Linked DNA regions of Sus scrofa: region 1 is linked to region 2. A link is a contact called in public Hi-C data. All regions are on one chromosome and are shown on one strand. Each heading gives the region's core, a stretch centred on a gene start, on an enhancer-like site or on the middle of the called end of the contact. The rest is flanking DNA. Distances are from core to core; before and after follow the strand shown.

The links. Hi-C and Micro-C count contacts between places; a contact is called where the count stands out from the background.
Region 1: a contact with region 2 is called in a Hi-C map of epiblast stem cells, with 2.0 times the contacts expected there. The contact joins the enhancer-like site here to the promoter of ZNF516 in region 2. A contact is called at or near these places in 1 of 5 promoter capture datasets (liver), 11 of 47 Hi-C or Micro-C datasets (adipocytes, alveolar macrophages, embryonic fibroblasts and 5 more) and 2 of 2 datasets of contacts at active chromatin or transcription factors (alveolar macrophages and skeletal muscle).

The regions. Positions count from the first base shown.
Region 1 is chr1:148,021,883-148,025,645 of Sscrofa11.1, forward strand. All of the region lies in intron 1 of ZNF516 (zinc finger protein 516), which reads left to right. Among named protein-coding and RNA genes, the nearest start is that of ZNF516, 36 kb to the left of the region's middle. Within about 2 kb of position 1,344, at least 36 of the 83 cell types and tissues checked have an H3K27ac peak or open chromatin away from gene starts, as enhancers often do. A contact at or near this core is called in alveolar macrophages, epiblast stem cells, liver and 2 more, where this site is marked.
Region 2 is chr1:147,985,817-147,989,442 of Sscrofa11.1, forward strand. It overlaps ZNF516 (zinc finger protein 516), which reads left to right and starts at 1,844. Exons shown (of 7, transcript XM_021099077.1): 1 at 1,844-1,960.

The DNA of each region.
Region 1 (3,763 bases), core at 94-2,593, 36 kb after region 2:
AGAGCCCTGTGACATCATGTCCTTGTCAAGAACTGCTCTTTGTAAACATTCTCTGATGGTTCACTCCCCTTAAGAGCCGGAGATGTCTAGCTGCTTTTCAGAGGTGCTGCGTTGTTAGTGATCGGCTTGGTCAGGTTACAGCAGCTACTGGTGGTAATGGCGCTGGAAAATTTAAATGGGTTGTATAGTATATGCACGTTATAGAGAAAAACAGTTTGGGGAAGATTTGTCCTCTTAGACTTTTGATCCTCTTAAAGTATTGATTGGTGTTAGTACAATGGCCAACAACATCTTACCTACCAAACCCTACCAAAATGTCCTCGATTCAGGGTATTTTTACAGACCATGTTTCCTTAGAATTCAGTAACATTGATTATTGAAGTATTTATCCTCTGGGTGCTCTTAATAAAGGGGTCTTGGGCGGCTGAGTTCTGTGCTAAACAGAACGACCTCAGAAGGTGATGTTTAACAGAATATTTTACGGCTTATTGCACGTCGTCATCTCTCTTTGTTTTCTTGGGCACAATTCTTTCCTTCATTTTGTGGGGTGACTTCTAAGTGCTCTCACAAAAAGCACAGGAGAAAGAGATAACATTTGATAGGTATTAATCTCGATCTGTTTTCTTATACTGAGAGAGAAGTGTTGGTTTTAGGTTAGAGGCTGGAAAACAGGTCAGTGTATGTGTATGAGTGTTGGGGGTAAATATTGCCCTGTGCTGTTGATTTATGTGGAATAAAATACAGCTTTATTTCTAGAAACAAATTTTAATTCAAATACATTTATAGTCAGCTAATAGTCATTTCAGAAAGGTGTGGCTGGTTGACTAGGAAGTGTTCCATAGCAAGAAAATACAGTGAGTTTCTGCCCATGACTCTTTTGTTTTCATTGCTGATAATTTCTAAAAAAATTTTTTTTTTATTGGACATTGGTGGCAGTGTCTACACTTTTGAATTTAGGCTGAGTCAAAACCTATAAAGCCACTTTTAAATGGCATTTTCCCTGCAGTTTATCGAAGGCCTTTTGATGTTCCATGTTTGTTTAAAAAAAGAAATCAATGAGACTTCATTTTCCCTGGCGTTCCCCAAGTTTTCAGTGTTTCTGTATTAGTGGAAACGTTGGCTTTAATCAGCTTGATGCAGGATGTAAAAAGAGTGAAAGTAAAAACTTGTGCTTTTGTGGTTCCTGTCTGAATAGCGAGTTATTTTCCTCTGTTTTTTGTAAAGCGCCCAGCACCCCTCGGTGACGACAGATTTCATGGAGTCGCCCCGTTTGGGAGAGATGCAGGTCTAAGCTTCTGGAAATGCAGCTCTTGGTGGAAATGTTGACAAGATCATTAACTAGGCCGGCAGCGCTGGCCTCTGCAGGAAGCTGGATTTGCTGCCAGATCCCAGCTCTTTGTGGCTGGCCAGGGGCTCCAGCGGACACCTATCTGCAGAAAATCACAGAGCCAGCTCTGGCTCCCATGCTTTTCCTTTTTTTCTTTCTTTCCTTTTTTTTTTTTTTTTTTTTTTTGTTAAGTTCACTCTTATAAGGACAAATAGATTGATAAGATCACTACAGACTCCAGAAATAGTAAATAAAGGCTATCCGTAGTGTGTTCATTATGGAGAGCAGACGAAAAAGCAAGTAAAACAACGCTTCTTTCCTCTTGAGAGAAAAAAGCCAGCACCTTTAGTTTTATTTTGATGCCTCTTTATTAAAGTCTCCAGAACCATTTTGGACTTGCCAGGATCTGTTATTCGTGGCAGGGGAAAGAAAACTGACACATCCTCCCTCCTTCATTCTTGGCCTTTTCTGAATGTAATCAATAATTATGTTGTGTGTTCATCTGCTTTTTTTTTGGTTCCCTCCCTGTAAGATCAGATTGGACTACGAACGTTTATATTTTAGTAGGAGGAGAGAGCTTGTACATTAATGTTAATTTGTATTTTGTTTAGCAAGTGTGTCGTGAACTGTCTTTGCTGTTAGGGTTTGTTCTGTCGGAAGGTGAAGATGGTGTCTGTCTGTCCTCGGCCAGGCGTGTGTTGGGTTTTTGACACATGGTGGTAAACTACTTTATCAACGAGAAGCTACTTGCTGATTAACGTTTAGGTCACCTCTGTGTTTCTGCTGTAAGTGAGGTACAGAATCGAAGGGAGTCTTGCTTTTAAACGATTGTGATTGTGCCGAGTTTGCATAATAAACCCTTATTAGGGACAGTGAGTTACATGTGCGCCCCCCCCCCCGTTGGCACTGGCGTTGATTTATTGGGGGTGGGGGCGCTAAGAAATTAAAAGGAAGCTTTGTTGAAGGATGGAATTTTGTCACCTCATGTCCTGTACAAAGCATTTTTGAGGCTTACCTTGAAAACGAGTGCTTTTGGCAGAAATGTCCCAGCACATTGTTCTCCAGGGCTGCTCAGAAACCGGTCAGTGGGGCTCGAGTGCTGCACCCCACGCCCCGGGAGAGGGGGTCTGTGCCCCGCCCCCAAGTGGGGGCGGGGCTGGAGCAGGGCGGTGAATGCAGCGATTCTGGCTGCTGCGTTCATTTCTCCTTGTTAGAGTGGAACCAAGGTTTGCTTATAATGGATTATTGATTGGCCCTGCCATCAGCGCCCTCGCTCCCCGAGCTGTGAATGCGCCACTTCATGGGGCGGCTGGGGACCCAGGTCTAGGGACTCTGAGCCTGGGATTGTTAATCTGAGGCAGATTGGCATGTGGGGAGAGGAACTCCTCATTGTTGTCATGGAATTTCTCCCCATTTGTTCGAAGAATGGGCTTTTTGTCTCCGCAGTAGATAAGCTTGTGCAGGATGTTAATGGTGTATTTTAATTCATGGCTCATAATACTGCAGTGTCACAGGGGAAGGCCCACTGCATTGTGTGCAAGAGGACAAATGGGCAGTTTGCTGAGACAGACGGCCAGGCCGGCACCCAAGGGCCTGTGCCCCCGGTCTGCCCAGCAGCTGGGCAGAAAGCGCTGCCTCACAGTCGCCCTCAGGAGGCGACTTTTTAAATTGTATGAGGTGTCTTCTGGAGGCAGGATATCCTGTAAATAAGTACTCTGAGTGTTCTGTCTGCCCTGAGCTGTTTTCTTTTTAAGGGCATCTTCCCAATATCACCAAGTCCTTACATTTTCCCAACTCTCCTGGAACCCTCCCTGGGAGAGCAGGGCCTTCTGTAGTCTCAGGCCTGCTCCCTCCTCCTCCTGGAAGCTCCTGACACCCACCCCCTAGGGTGACCTAGGGAAAAGGGAGAGACCACAAGGCATGGGGAAGCCAGCCTATTTCTTAGCATCATGGTGTGGTTAATTAATGAACTAGAATGGAAGAGATGTATTTGACAGACAGTGTGAGCTTTGGGCTTTGCTTCTGTAAAATGAGAAGCAGCAGAGTAGGTGCTGGACAGGCCCAGTCCTGCTTCCCTGTGGCCCCTTCCAGCTTCCCTTGGGTCTGGGGTCTGGTTTGGGTCCCTTTAAAGAAACTAAAACTCGCATAGTTGTTATGCAAATGACCCTAAACGTCAGCGGTTATTTGAACATTAACCTTCTAATTCCTGTTTCAGGATGCCATTTTGATGGAACCGACTTTGATGGTTTGGGGAAAATCAGCCCCAAACCATTTGGCCTTTGCTTTGCTTTGGTTTACTTCACAGAGCAGAAAGTGGCATGATTTCCTCTAGAGTCAGACCTTGGCTTACTGTGTAAAAATACAGGAGAGCATACCGTTCACCTGGATATTGCCATATTTAACTGGTTGGAAAGTGATTTTTCAAACCAGAGAGGA
Region 2 (3,626 bases), core at 594-3,093:
GTTCTTTCTTAAGGAAACACGATTGCTGGCGTGTGTTTAAATAATAAAATTAAAATAATGAGTTCATCAATTAGGACCGGCGTTTGATACAATCTGACCTGTGAAAAACATTTTTTAATTTCGAGATCAATGAAAGGTCAAAGTCCCTTTTGGGTGTTGAGAACAACTCTTCTCCCTGCGTCCACCCCTCCCGGATGACCCCCTCCTTTTTACAGCGAGCTGCCTCTCCGCCCCCATCCCGATTGCTAATTTCCCCTTTCATCCACTGTGGAAGTAGAAAATAGATTTAAATGGATATCGTATGATGCCTCCCTCGTTTAAAGAAGGCAAACTCTCGGTGCAGAAGGCTAACTTTCAGAGCTCTGCTGTTGTTTTACCAATAAATGAAGGGGGGGTGGTGGAAGGAAACAGCCTTGCAAAGTCTCCCTGCCCCCTGGGTGTGAGTGACGGCTCTCCGGGCCAATCCGCAGCGGCTTTCTCCATCCCGGAGGTAATTTGGGGTGTGAGTGTGTACGCGCGCGCGCGTGCATGCGCCCATGTGTCTGCACACTAAGTCCGACCAGCCCCGCGCATCCGCAGGGTCCTGATTTGCACAGTTATGAGCTGTATACACGGACACGCTATTATCTGAATCTTTGCAGCTAGGTGGGCATGCAGCATTCCAAATAGAGACCTTGCCTCCTCCGAGTGTTCTGTAAAGAACGGGCAAAAGAAGTGCTTTCGGATGCAAGTCGAAACCTGCAGAAGGGGAAGAAAAGGAGGGATGTGATTATGCTTCTCAGAGGTTGGGGGATCGAAATGTGTGGTTCCTTCCGTCTCGTTCCCACGCGGCAGGCGCGCCCTGAGCGCCTGGGGTCAGAGTGATGGATTCTACTCGTCACTCGCTAGGCGTATCGAGGTCCAGGATTGTTGAAACTGTTGTTAACTCTAGAAAAAGTGAAGGACAGCATGTACCTTCCAACTTCAAATTTTATTTTCTCACTGGAAGTTGATATTTAGGCCGTGGCAAATTATAGAATGTGACCTGCCCAGGGTCAGTGCAATTTTACTGCCCACCTACTTAAGAATGCGAAGCACTGGCAACGGCTCCCCGGCACAATGGGCACATTCACCGGCGGAGTGCGTCACGGGCCCCCCCACGTTTCCTCTGGGTTTAGTAGGGCACCAACTTCTCTAGGAATATTAGTAGTGCTCTGTGTGTGTGTGTGTGTGTGTGTGTGTGTGTGTAAGGGACCAAGGAGCAGCTCTGTTCAGTGCTGGAGTTGCTTTGCTGCTTCGCTCAGAGATGGATGCTGCTGCTGCAGGGAACGGGTTAAGGACACACGTGTACCCCCTCCTTCCCCGAGACCCCTGCAGGGGGATCCCTGGGAGGGATCCCGCGCCCGGGCCTCGTCCACGCACAGTGTGTCCGCCTGCAGGGCCGCACGGAGGTCATCCCGATAGTCCACTGGCCAACCCAGGAGACCTTCGTCCTCCCCCAGCAAGATCCTAACTCGGTTACAAGGTGGGGTCCAGCCCGCGTCGCCCGCCGGGCCATTTCCGCTCCCTAAATCCGAATACTACCCGATTCTGCCCCTCTCCTTCCCCAATCTCTGTGAGATCGCGGATTGAGGAATGGGCAGTAGGGGGAGGTGTCGCTGGATTAAATCATTCCTATTTCTGTTTCTCCCGCGGGTGCGGCGCTGGTCCCAGGGCGCCTGACGGGGGGAGGGGGGTAGTATTTACCTGCCCGCCCCGCGGCTTGGGCTGCGGCCTCTGGAGGCCCAGTTTACTGGGGGAGGGCTGTAGGCGGGGAGGGATGGGCGGAGAGGTGGGGGAGGACCCGGCCCGCGCCCCCGCCCCCCGGTGCCCGCCCCCCGCCCCCGTCATGTGGAGCGGACGTCACAAGCCTGCACTGTAACCCAAGAAGTGAAAGAGACGGGGACCCACGGCCCAACTTCGCACCGTAACAAAGGCGGGGGTCCGTGCGGGCCGGGGGAGGGGGTCTGGCCGGGGACGGATCGGGGGAATGGGTCTGGGGGGGTGGGGCAGGCAGGGCCCGGGGCTGCGTGGGGGCGGGAGAATGGGGGGCCTGGCCCGGGAGTGAGGGCCTGGTCTGGGAGTAGGGTCCTGACTGGGGCGGGGTCTGCTCGGGGCTGGGGCAGTGGGGACCCGGGAGGGGGTTAGCTGGAGTGGGGGATGAGGGCCGGGGCGGGAGTCTGAAGGGGGCGGGGGAGTGAGAGCTCCGACTGGGGTCTGCGGGGGTAGGGGGAGTGTGGGCCGGGACGGGGGTCTGTGGGGGCGGGGGAGTGGGGGCCGGGGCCCTGGGTGCGCGTGGCTGCGCGGACCGCGCTCCAGGCGCCGAGGCGCTGCCCAGGCCAGGTAATTGGTTTCTATTTTAAACTTCACTTTGTCCGGGCGGAGGTGGGGCGGTGGGAAAGGCGTGGCCCCTGCGCGATTACATAAGTGTTCATACCTGATTAGGTCCCAGGCCGGGGCCAGCGCGCGGATTTGGGCGCTAGCCGCCGGTGGGCACCGGCTCGGGCATCCTTGTGCGGGGTTGAGGCGCGTGGAGTTGCGTCCTGCCCGTGGGACCTGATGCTTGTCCGCCGTGGGACCCGCATGCAATCTGGGCTGGAGCTGGAAGCCCCGGGTGTCCGTGGCGGGGGGCCGAGCCTGTCGGCAGGGTCTATACTGTAACAAAGGGCAGGGCTGCGGGACCTTGGGCGGCGCAGAGCACTGACTTAAAGGAGAGTCACAAAAGTCTGAATTAAACGTGCAACCGGAAGGCATTTTCCCCCACGAACGTGCCCTTAGGTCTCAAATCTTGATTAAAGATGATTTAAACATTGAGGTGCTCGCACCCCGTGGCTATGTAATAAATACACTTAAAGGACTGCTGAGAGGCGATGGGAGGGTGGGTCTTCTCCCTACAGGATCTTCTCCAGATTATTTTTCACGCTGCCCTATTAATATGATTGGAGTATTTTGGTTTAGGAATGTAAGTGCTACTTTAAGGAACTAGGCATGCGTGCTATTTGGTAGGATCTTTCTCCTGCCCCTCAAAAAAGAGCTCATTTTATCATTTGTTTGTTCCTCCTTCATATTCTCTTGCATTCTTTGATTGCCGCGTCAAAATAGCTGTGTTACTTATATTTACACAGACTGGCCAGAATTAAATAGACCACATGCCACTGCCACACATGAATTGGAGCATTTTCCTCTCCGTGTAACATTGGAGGGTGTGGAGCTGGCCTTAGGAACCTGGGTCTGAGAGTTCAGCTCCTTGAGAAGGACAGACTTGGTTTCACAACAGCGACTCCTGAATTGTGCTGAATGGGCCTGGGGGTGCCCCCCCTCCAGCCACTCAAGTATTTTGGTAGTGGAATTAGAATTTTGATGTGTTAAGATATAAATATATTATGTCAAGTATTTTTCTAGTTTGTTAGTAGGGCTTTGTTTTGTTAAACTTGTTTGAATATACTGAAACAGCACATCAAAAAAAAAAAAAAAAATCCCAAAAGGTGTGCAGTAAAGCTATCTAAGAGGAATGAGAATGTCTCTAAAATGAAACAAAGTGGCCAGGAAGCATATTTGGTAGGTCCAGGAGTCAACAGTGGAAAGAGAGAGAGAGGAGTTTTGCTTAG